3 separate regions of the Macaca mulatta genome follow, and all the other regions are linked to region 2. The links are chromatin contacts, called in public Hi-C maps. All regions are on one chromosome and are shown on one strand. The core of a region is the stretch at or near the end of the contact, and the rest is flanking DNA. Distances in the headings are between cores, read along the strand shown. Region 1 has its middle 180 kb from the start of TSC22D2. Region 2 holds the start of TSC22D2 (TSC22 domain family member 2). Region 3 holds the start of SERP1 (stress associated endoplasmic reticulum protein 1).

What was found. A called contact is a pair of places that touch in the nucleus more often than the background predicts.
Region 1: a Hi-C map of fetal cortex germinal zone shows a contact between it and region 2, with 2.6 times the contacts expected there. The contact joins the enhancer-like site here to the promoter of TSC22D2 in region 2. A contact is called at or near these places in 2 of 14 Hi-C or Micro-C datasets (fetal cortex germinal zone and liver).
Region 3: a contact with region 2 is called in a Hi-C map of blood, with 3 times the contacts expected there. The contact joins the promoter of SERP1 here to the promoter of TSC22D2 in region 2. A contact is called at or near these places in 3 of 14 Hi-C or Micro-C datasets (blood, fetal cortical plate and liver).

Annotation. Positions count from the first base shown.
Region 1 is chr2:53,256,978-53,259,956 of T2T-MMU8v2.0, forward strand. No RefSeq gene overlaps it. Among named protein-coding and RNA genes, the nearest start is that of TSC22D2, 180 kb to the right of the region's middle. Within about 2 kb of position 1,619, at least 3 of the 40 cell types and tissues checked have an H3K27ac peak or open chromatin away from gene starts, as enhancers often do. A contact at or near this core is called in fetal cortex germinal zone, where this site is marked.
Region 2 is chr2:53,433,953-53,436,892 of T2T-MMU8v2.0, forward strand. It overlaps TSC22D2 (TSC22 domain family member 2), which reads left to right and starts at 1,452. Exons shown (of 4, transcript XR_001443148.3): 1 at 1,452-2,940.
Region 3 is chr2:53,572,583-53,575,435 of T2T-MMU8v2.0, forward strand. SERP1 (stress associated endoplasmic reticulum protein 1) reads right to left here and starts at 1,349. Exons shown (of 3, transcript XM_015131801.3): 1 at 875-1,349; 2 at 533-608. The coding sequence starts at 958. EIF2A (eukaryotic translation initiation factor 2A) reads left to right here and starts at 1,625. Exons shown (of 14, transcript XM_015131799.3): 1 at 1,625-1,668. The coding sequence starts at 1,641.

The DNA of each region.
Region 1 (2,979 bases), core at 369-2,868, 180 kb before region 2:
AGCAATGAAAAAACAATGAAAGATCAGTAAGAATGTGGGGAAACAGGTATTCCCTCTGGTACTACCATATTGATGGACAATCTGACAAAAATTTTTCAAAACGTAAAATTTGCATTTTCCTAAACCCAACAGTTTAGCTTCTAGATATCTACATTAGAGAAACTGTCAAATATGTAGGCAAAAATATGAGCTTATTGCAGCATTTTTTAGAATAGTGAAACTTTAGAGGCAAACTAAATACCCATCAACGGAGGAGTGGCTCACAAAAAGAAGTAAACAAAACGTGGTGTATTCACACAATGGATCCTTTACAGCAGTTAAAAAGAAACCCTCTGCGGGTCAACGTGGTAAAGAATCCAAGATATTGTTCAGTGGAGAAAGCATGTTGCAGAGTAATGTGTTCCGTTTGATCCCATTTCTGTAAAAATAAAACTAAACTAAAACACGTAGAATAAACCTCTATAAAAATGAGATATTTGTAATATGTATACATAATTTTGTGTGTCTATACATATACCATACACTATGTAATTCTGCTTTATTTTTCATAAGAATATATTCATACTGCTTGTATAATTTTCTTTTACTTTGTGTTTACTGAATTTTGTAACAAATAAATCATTAGTAATCTGTCCAAGAACAATTTCCAAAGCATGGCAGAAGGCCAGCTGTGATGAACCGAGGGCCTTACCTGACCTGACCAGCCTGGCCCTGTTAGTATACTGGTAACCAGACAAGATTTAAGATACAAAAGCCTCAAATATTTAAAAGGATTTTCTCAGAAAAAGTGGGGAGGGTTTCCTCAAATGCTTCTTGTCACCAGATTTTAGGGCCAGAAGGGATTTTAGAGGCCAATTGGTCCAATTGCTGACTTTTAAGGAAGCTAAAATTGAGGTCCAGATAAGCTAGTTTTCCAAGGCCCCCAGACTATTTGGCATTTTTTTTCAAGGTCTCTTGGCCGGGCGCAGTCGCTCACGCCTGTAATCCCAGCACTTTGGGAGGCCGAGGTGGGCAGATCACGAGGTCAGGAGATCGAGACCATCCTGGCCCACACGGTGAAACCCTGTCTCTACTAAAAATACAAAATAAGAAAGAAATTAGCTGGGCATGGTGGTGGGCGCCTATAGTCCCAGCTACTTGGGAGGCTGAGGCAGGTGAATGGCATGAACCCGGGACATGGAGCTCGCAGTAAGCCAAGATCATGCCACTGCACTCCAGCCTGGGTGACAGAGCGAGACTCCATCTCAAATAATTAAAATAATAATAAGTAAAAAATTTTTTAAAATGTCTTGCTAAATTCCAAAAGGGACAGCCAGGAGAGTATGTCCCCTAGACCTCTGAAAGTCTGAGAACTATGAAGAACTAACTAGGGATTTATGTGTTCAAGACAAGCATCTACATGAGAATTCCTGCAAAATTGCTGACAGCCATGTGTAAGTGACAGGCATCAGCAATCATCCACCACCGGAATCAGGAAAATGAATCATCCCAGGCTTTGTTCTTTGTAGAACAGTGCATTTTCCTCTGGCCTCCACTCTTCTATATCAGGGGATTGTTTCAACTACAGTCACTGGGCTGAAGGACCCACTAAATTTGGCCTGATTCCTGTCTTGGCAGGCTGCCGTGGCAAGGGTGATGGAGAAGTGTTTACAAGTGTCAGATCCCAGGAACATTTTCTTTGTTCTGTCTGACAAAGCCCAGAGTCAGATAGGCAGAGTGGTGAAAAGAGCTCTGGGCAAGCAGTCAGCCAGCCTGGGGTCTGGTCTCGGTTCCATCACGAACCCAGCTGTGTGAGCTTGTGCCAGTCATTTGAGGTTTTCTGAACATGCAAAGTAAATGGGCTAGCTGTGATTCCCTCAGCCCTTGTGTCTGGGAAAATGGTTTTGGAATGAAAGTAGCTTTTGGCCTGAGTACCCATTTCCAGAATATATTCTCTCAAGCAGAGTGAGAAAGAAGTGCAAGGTCATAGCTATGATTGGCATAGAACTGAGGCCAGATACTAACAAAGAAAAAGGTCGACACTGACGTGCCATCTCCAGGGAGAACAAATAGATTCATCCTTGAAGCCAACTACTGTGGTGGCTGCCTGGAGTACTGTGTTAAAAAGGATTTGGGCTAAACCTAAGCTCAGAGTTCTGTGATCCATTAATAATGTCTGCTACAGGTAAGGGAGATAGAATAAGGTAAGAGTACACCAGATTTTTGCTACTCCTGTATCCAATTACCACATTTAGGTTCCTATAGCCATGAACCCATGAACCTAATGCAAAGTAGGAAATTGCATGTGATGAGATCTCGATAAAGAAAATTTCAGGAAGTAGGCTCATTTAGGATATAATTAACAAGTAAGAGAGCAACAAATCAGGATGCCTGAATTCTCTTCTTTGGACCATCACTGGATAATAATCTTGGACAAACTAAGAACATGTTGGAATCCCTACATTCTGGCTCTGTTATGGCCTGAGGCATGGTAAGGAAGGCACTGAAGGGTCTTTGCAAGTGGGGGTGGTATACAGACAAGCCCTGGTGATCCTGTAGCCACAGAAAGTGCTTCTCATGGGCAGTTTGGTGCAGTTTGGTCTTATTTTAATTAATGCTGTAATTTTATGGGATTTTAAAAACATGGTGAATTATGTATTTTCCACTGTGACATATTAAAAAGGGCAGCAAAAAGTAATCAAAAGAAAATTACCTGTATTCTTATCATTCAGATCCAACATTTTACACCTTGTATTTCCTGGATACAAAGAGAATTTGATGTAAATGTTTTCCTTCATAAGTAGTAAATGTACTTTTTTTCTCTCATGTTAGGGGAAAGTAAATCACAAACCAGAACTGGAATACATAAAAAATTCACAAAAATAATTATTTTTTAATAAAATTAATTTATAACTGCATGTCATTATTACTGAGTGGTGAGCCAGGGCCAGGTTAAGGTAATGCTCCTCATGCTATCATCACCTCTAAGTTTGCATATAC
Region 2 (2,940 bases), core at 202-2,701:
ATTAGCTATCGCTGCCACAATAGCATAACGTTACATTTTATTCCATTACTTTCGCCCACCCCCTTAAGAAACAGGGATTTTATGTGGTCTTATTTCACATTCTGACTCTAGTCACTTGGGTTTGGAGGGCATGGTTTCCACTAAGATTAAAAGACCTAGTTGTATAAATTACAACTAAAGACCTAAAAAATTCTCTGCAAATTTAATTCTCAAAACACCTTTTGGGATTAAAAAGTATTTCTATTCTTCAAAGATTAGAGAACCGAGTTCAACGATTTACTGATTTAAGTTATCATAATGTGATTGCTAACGCTGCAGTAGATATGAAATCTCGATTTCCATTAAGACTTAGATTTTACCTAAATGATGACTGCTTTAGTATGTCAAAGTTTAGGAGCCCATCCCCATTTTTTTTTAACTGCTTAAAAGAATGGCCTTACCATTTTCTTTGGCCAGGAACTAGCTACAAGATGATAAATTTGCCAGTACTTTCTTTTCATAGTTATGCTTTGTACTGCAACAGGAAAAGGTGCTTTATCACTCGTTATGGTTGTTTGTGGCCCAATCCAAATCATATAACACCCTGGCTGCTACTAACAGTTTTAGAATAAACAAAAAGAACTATAATGCAGTAGGTTCTACATTTATAAAGCCTATAAGCTGATTCCGTGCCGAAAGTAAAAACAGTGTCAGGAGTTTAAATGAATCCTGGAATCACAGCAAATTCAGGAAATTTAGGAATACGTTGGTAACCCTTAAGCTTTTTAAAAACTGACTTCACCCTGGGCAAGTAACCATCCCCTGATGCCGTTGTTGGAGACAGAATTTCTGGCAGGAAGATAATTTTCTGACTCAATCTGGCTTGCTGTTCTTGTTTAATCATCCCCATTTCTCTGAACATTTTACTCCTCTGACGACAATGGTCAACATTTATTTTCAGAAGTTTTAAAGTGATTTAGTTCTTCCAGCCGCATCTCTCTTTATCCCATCTAAGTTTTCCCCAGCCCCCATTCCTATCGCCCTCGTTTCACTAAGATTTTGCTAAACATTAGACACAAGCACATGACCTCCAGTCTTCCAATGTCTCGGAACAAACCGACGTAAAAACATCTGATTAGTTCCATTGTAAGCTTCCCTAGGCTTGGAATTTAAAAATTGTCTTTAGCTCGTCAATTCTTAAAGAACCTTCAACACAAAATTTAAATTTAAAAAATTTTAAATAAAGAAACCGCTCCCTTTTTTAACCTTTAGCTCCGCCCATTGCCCCCCCCCCAAGTTCCACGCGATACTGCAGGAAACCGGAGGGGGCGGAGCGGTGACGTCACGACGCCGGTGCGTCACGGAACGGCGGCGGCTGCGGCGCTGGCGGTAGCTGCGGCAGCGGCGGCATTTTAGTCGGCAGCGGCGGCGGCAGCGGGGCTGCTGCTTCTCCCAGCATCCCTGGCGCGGCCATTTCAGCCCCATCTTGGCCCAGCGGAGGGAGCTGCAGCCGCCGCTTCAGCAGTGTGAATTTCAGTTTCTCCGGGGTTTAGGAATTGGGCGCACCGAGAAGGAGCCGAAGAAGCCACCACCGCTACCTCACACAGCCGGGGTGCCTCCGCTCCCGTGCCAGCGGTCTGCCGCCGCCGCCGCCCCTCTGTGAGAGAAGCCGCGAGGGGAGGCCGAGACCGCCGTCGCCGCCCGCCCGCAGGGGTGGTTCCCCCTGTAAGGGGAGGACCGAGCCGGCTTTCCCCTCCCCCAGAGCGGGTTTCCGCCAGAGAGAGTCGACATGTCCCTGGGGTTGAGCTCCGGCTAGAGCCGGGGAGGGAGGGCCGCCTGCCCGCGCCGCAGCCCCACCGCCCGCCGGCGGACCTTCAGCCAGCTCCGGCCCGCGGCTCCCGGCTGAATCAGGCATCTCCGACTCCGGACTCGCCACTCCTTCCCTCAGTCGGAGAGCCCAGCGCTGACGCCGGCACCGGCCTGAGGAGCCCGAGCGGGGCAGCACCGCCCCTCACGCCGCCGCCGCCGCCACCGCCACCGCCTCCTCCTCCTCCTCCTCCTCTTCGCCCTCCCACTCCCACCCCCAGCCAAGGCCTGCTGACCGCGCCGAGCGCCGAGCTGGACTGACCACGGCTGCCCGGAGACGGGAGAGGAAGCAGCCGGCCCGCCCCTGGGTTCGCGCTCTCGCCGCCTCTGAGGGAATTGAATTGAGGCGCCGCGGCTGCGGGAGCTGAAAAGGAAGGAGGAGCCGCCGCGGGACTGAGACGGGGGCAGAGCCGAAGAGACAGACACAGAGAAGGAAACGAGGAGGAGGATGTCTCACCGGGCGACCAGCGCCTGGATCAGCTCGTGACTCTTACAGCGGCGGGCCTCGGACCCCAGCGCAGACTCGGACTTTTGTCTTTGGGGGCCCGTGCTCTGCCCTCCCTGGTTTCCGGCAGGACCCGGAGGAGCCGGCGTGCCTCTCTGCCCTCCAGCCTTCTTCACCATGTCCAAGATGCCGGCCAAAAAGAAGAGCTGCTTCCAGATCACCAGTGTCACCACGGCCCAGGTGGCCACTAGCATCACCGAGGACACTGAGAGCTTGGACGACCCGGACGAGTCACGTACAGAGGACGTCTCCTCCGAGATTTTCGACGTCTCTCGGGCCACGGATTATGGCCCTGAGGAGGTCTGCGAGCGCAGCTCTTCCGAAGAGACGCTTAACAATGTTGGGGATGCGGAGACTCCCGGGACCGTCTCCCCAAACCTCCTTCTGGATGGGCAGCTGGCAGCGGCGGCTGCTGCTCCCGCCAACGGAGGAGGAGTCGTTTCGGCCCGGAGCGTGTCTGGGGCGCTCGCCAGTACCCTGGCGGCGGCCGCCACTTCGGCCCCCGCCTCAGGAGCACCCGGCGGCCCTCCGGTCGCGGGCTCATCCGCCGGGCCAGTGACTGCAGCCCCATCTCAGCCTCCCACCACTTG
Region 3 (2,853 bases), core at 99-2,598, 140 kb after region 2:
CAAACGTTTCTTTTATTAACCTAAAAACATTTGACTCACATTAAAATGCCAATCAGGTACATTTCCTCTACAGTGAATCAATTCTTTGCACAAGCTTTACTTCATAAAATATACTCAATTTTGACATTAAGATATTAAATTCTGGTATATGTTAAATCAAGTGCTAACATCTGTATGTACATATTTATAAGTTCCTTTGCAAAGGCTGATAATGAAGCTAAAAAACATTCTAAATTATCATTCCGTTAGGTTTTGTCCGGTCGTACATTTATTCCAACTCGATCATTACCAAGACTTGACCTCCTTTCTGATCTCCTGTGAGTACAAATTAAGCTAGGAGAAGTTTCTGGAGCACTACCCTCTGTGCATATGTGGAACAAGTAATTTGGTTCAGATGAAACAGAATTATGTGGAGTCCTCTGCAGGTGGGTTGAGAACTACGCAGGTAGGACTCACTACTGACCGGTCACCACGTCATCCCAAACCCTTTCAACCCAAGACTCTACCTGATGGGAGCCCGCAAGACACTTACCAGAGCCACAGACAACAAAAATGAAGAGAGCCAATAACCAGGGTCCTACAGACGCCTTCTCTTCGGGGGCATTTCTCTGCAAAAGCGAAAATCCACCATTTCAGATGCAGACAAACCACTCGGACCCCAGGCTCCCACAGCCCCGGTGGCCGGTCCCCTCACCCACAGGTCTCCCCTTCGGTTCCCGAGCCCCTACAGTCTGGCGGCTCGCAGACTCGGGCCCCTACCCCTCCACAGCACAGCCCACAGTCGACCGGATCCGGGAGAAAACGCGACGCGGCCCCAGGGACCCCGACTGTGCCCCGGCTGCGGAACGCAGAGGGGCGACCGCTCTTTCCTTACCGAGGTCTTGGCGACGTTGCCGCGCTGGGTGATGTTCTTGCTGTGCTTCTCGTTGGCCATACGGATCCTCTGCTTGGCGACCATCTTCGCGGCGCCACCACCTGCCCCGGCCACCCCTCGGACTCGCTCGCTCGCCTGCCTCCTCTCGAGCCGCTGCGAGGCTCGGCTCGTGGTGCCCGCGCCGCCGGAGCGCCGAGGTTCTCAGGCCAGGCGCTGGCTACGGCCGCTGGGCCTGGGCGCGGCAAGCGCGGGGACTGAGCACAAGCCGGGCGCCGGTCGCCGACTGACTGGCCAAGCCTGGCGGGTGCACGGGAGGAAGATAACTGGCCGCCGGGTCGTTCTCGCACCGCAGTCGCCGCCGCTTTGGCCGCCGCCGGGAGCGCGGAGTGAAAGAGGAAGGAAACGCAACGCAACAACGGGAATGTGCAGCCCGCCGCCTCGATCTACTTTGGGTTCGGCTGCCAACGTCAGCACTAGGTGGGCTCCGCCCCGCGGAAGTGCGCGCCCCTCCTGCTAGAGAAGGAGGGCGAAAGCAGACGCACCCGCCCCAGTCCAGCCCTCCCAAGCTCGGTCAAGCGTCGCCCCAGATCTGTGCTTGCGCGTTCGGGCGCCTCTTCCGCGTCACTCCGCAACCGGAAGTGAATTGGCCCCGAGGCTGATGGCTCCGGAAACACCAGCTCGCTGTTTCCACGCAGGAGGAGACGTGTAGGGGCCGGGTTCGGCCCTCGTGAACTCTCACCCGAGCGGTTTCTTTTTCCGGGACAACATGGCGCCGTCCACGCCGCTCTTGACAGGTGAGTTCTGAAGAAGCAAGGGACTCTCTTTCTTCAGACTAGTTTCTTATTTTTGTCTTTGTCTTTGAGAACTACCCGAGGAGCCCGAAAAGTCTGATCTGCCTTTTCCTGTGGCTTGCGGAAAGGCCAGACTATCTCTTGGCTTTCTTGATATAGCGTGGCAGTCGGAAGTGAAGTCTCCGCCTCTGGGCTTTCGTATTCCCCCTCCCTTTCACTGATCCATCATTCTTGCCTGCGGATTCATCTTCTACAGGATAGAAGAAGGGGGAGAAAAACAGAATGTGCTAGTTGAATTTGTGACACTTGGGTCTGCAATACTGGTGTTACACGGGCCCTTGTGAAGTCATTTAGCTCTACAGTAAGGACAAAGACAAACAGAGTTAGTCCACTAGAATGACCACGCACATTAAATACACCTGGACTTAAGTAATTCCAAATTCTGGCCTGCCTTCCTTAATGGGGTTTGTAGTACTGAATAGGGAGAGTGGAGCTGTAATGCAGATTTCAAATGATGAAGGTGGGGTTGGAAGAGGATATAGCAGTGAGCATGATAGAGATATTCTAGCAACATTTTATTTTGAAATGGTTATGAGCATATTAAAAGTAGAACATTAGAGGACTTTTGAAATTTTGAAGCTGAAGACAGAGTGTGTAGTGTTGAAGAAGATAATAAACTTAGATTGGACAATGCTGGGGAAGTTGCTTTACTAGGTTGTGGCTAGGAGTATTTGCATGTGAGTATTATGTAAGGGAAAGAATTGGGAAGGAAAAGAAGGCTTTGGTTAAGTTCTGGTAACTATACAGAAGCAAAAAAGTCATTAAGAGAAACGTCTGCATTTGAGGAGGAAGGCCATTTCCTCCCTTTTCCCCCATCCCCTGAAAGGAACCTTAAGGGCCGGGCGCAGTGGCTCACGCCTGTAATCCCAGCACTTTGGGAGGCGGAGGTGGGCAGATCACGAGGTCAGGAGATCGAGACCACCCTCGCTAACATGGTGAAACTCCGTCTCTACTAAAAATACAAAAAAATTTAGCCGGACGTGGTGGCGGGCGCTTGTAATCCCAGCTACTTGGGAGGCTGAGGCAGGAGAATTGCTTGAACCCGGGAGGCGGAGGTTGCAATGAGCCAAGATCGCGCCACTGCATTCCAGCCTGGGCGACAGAGCGAGACTGTCTCATAAAAAGAAA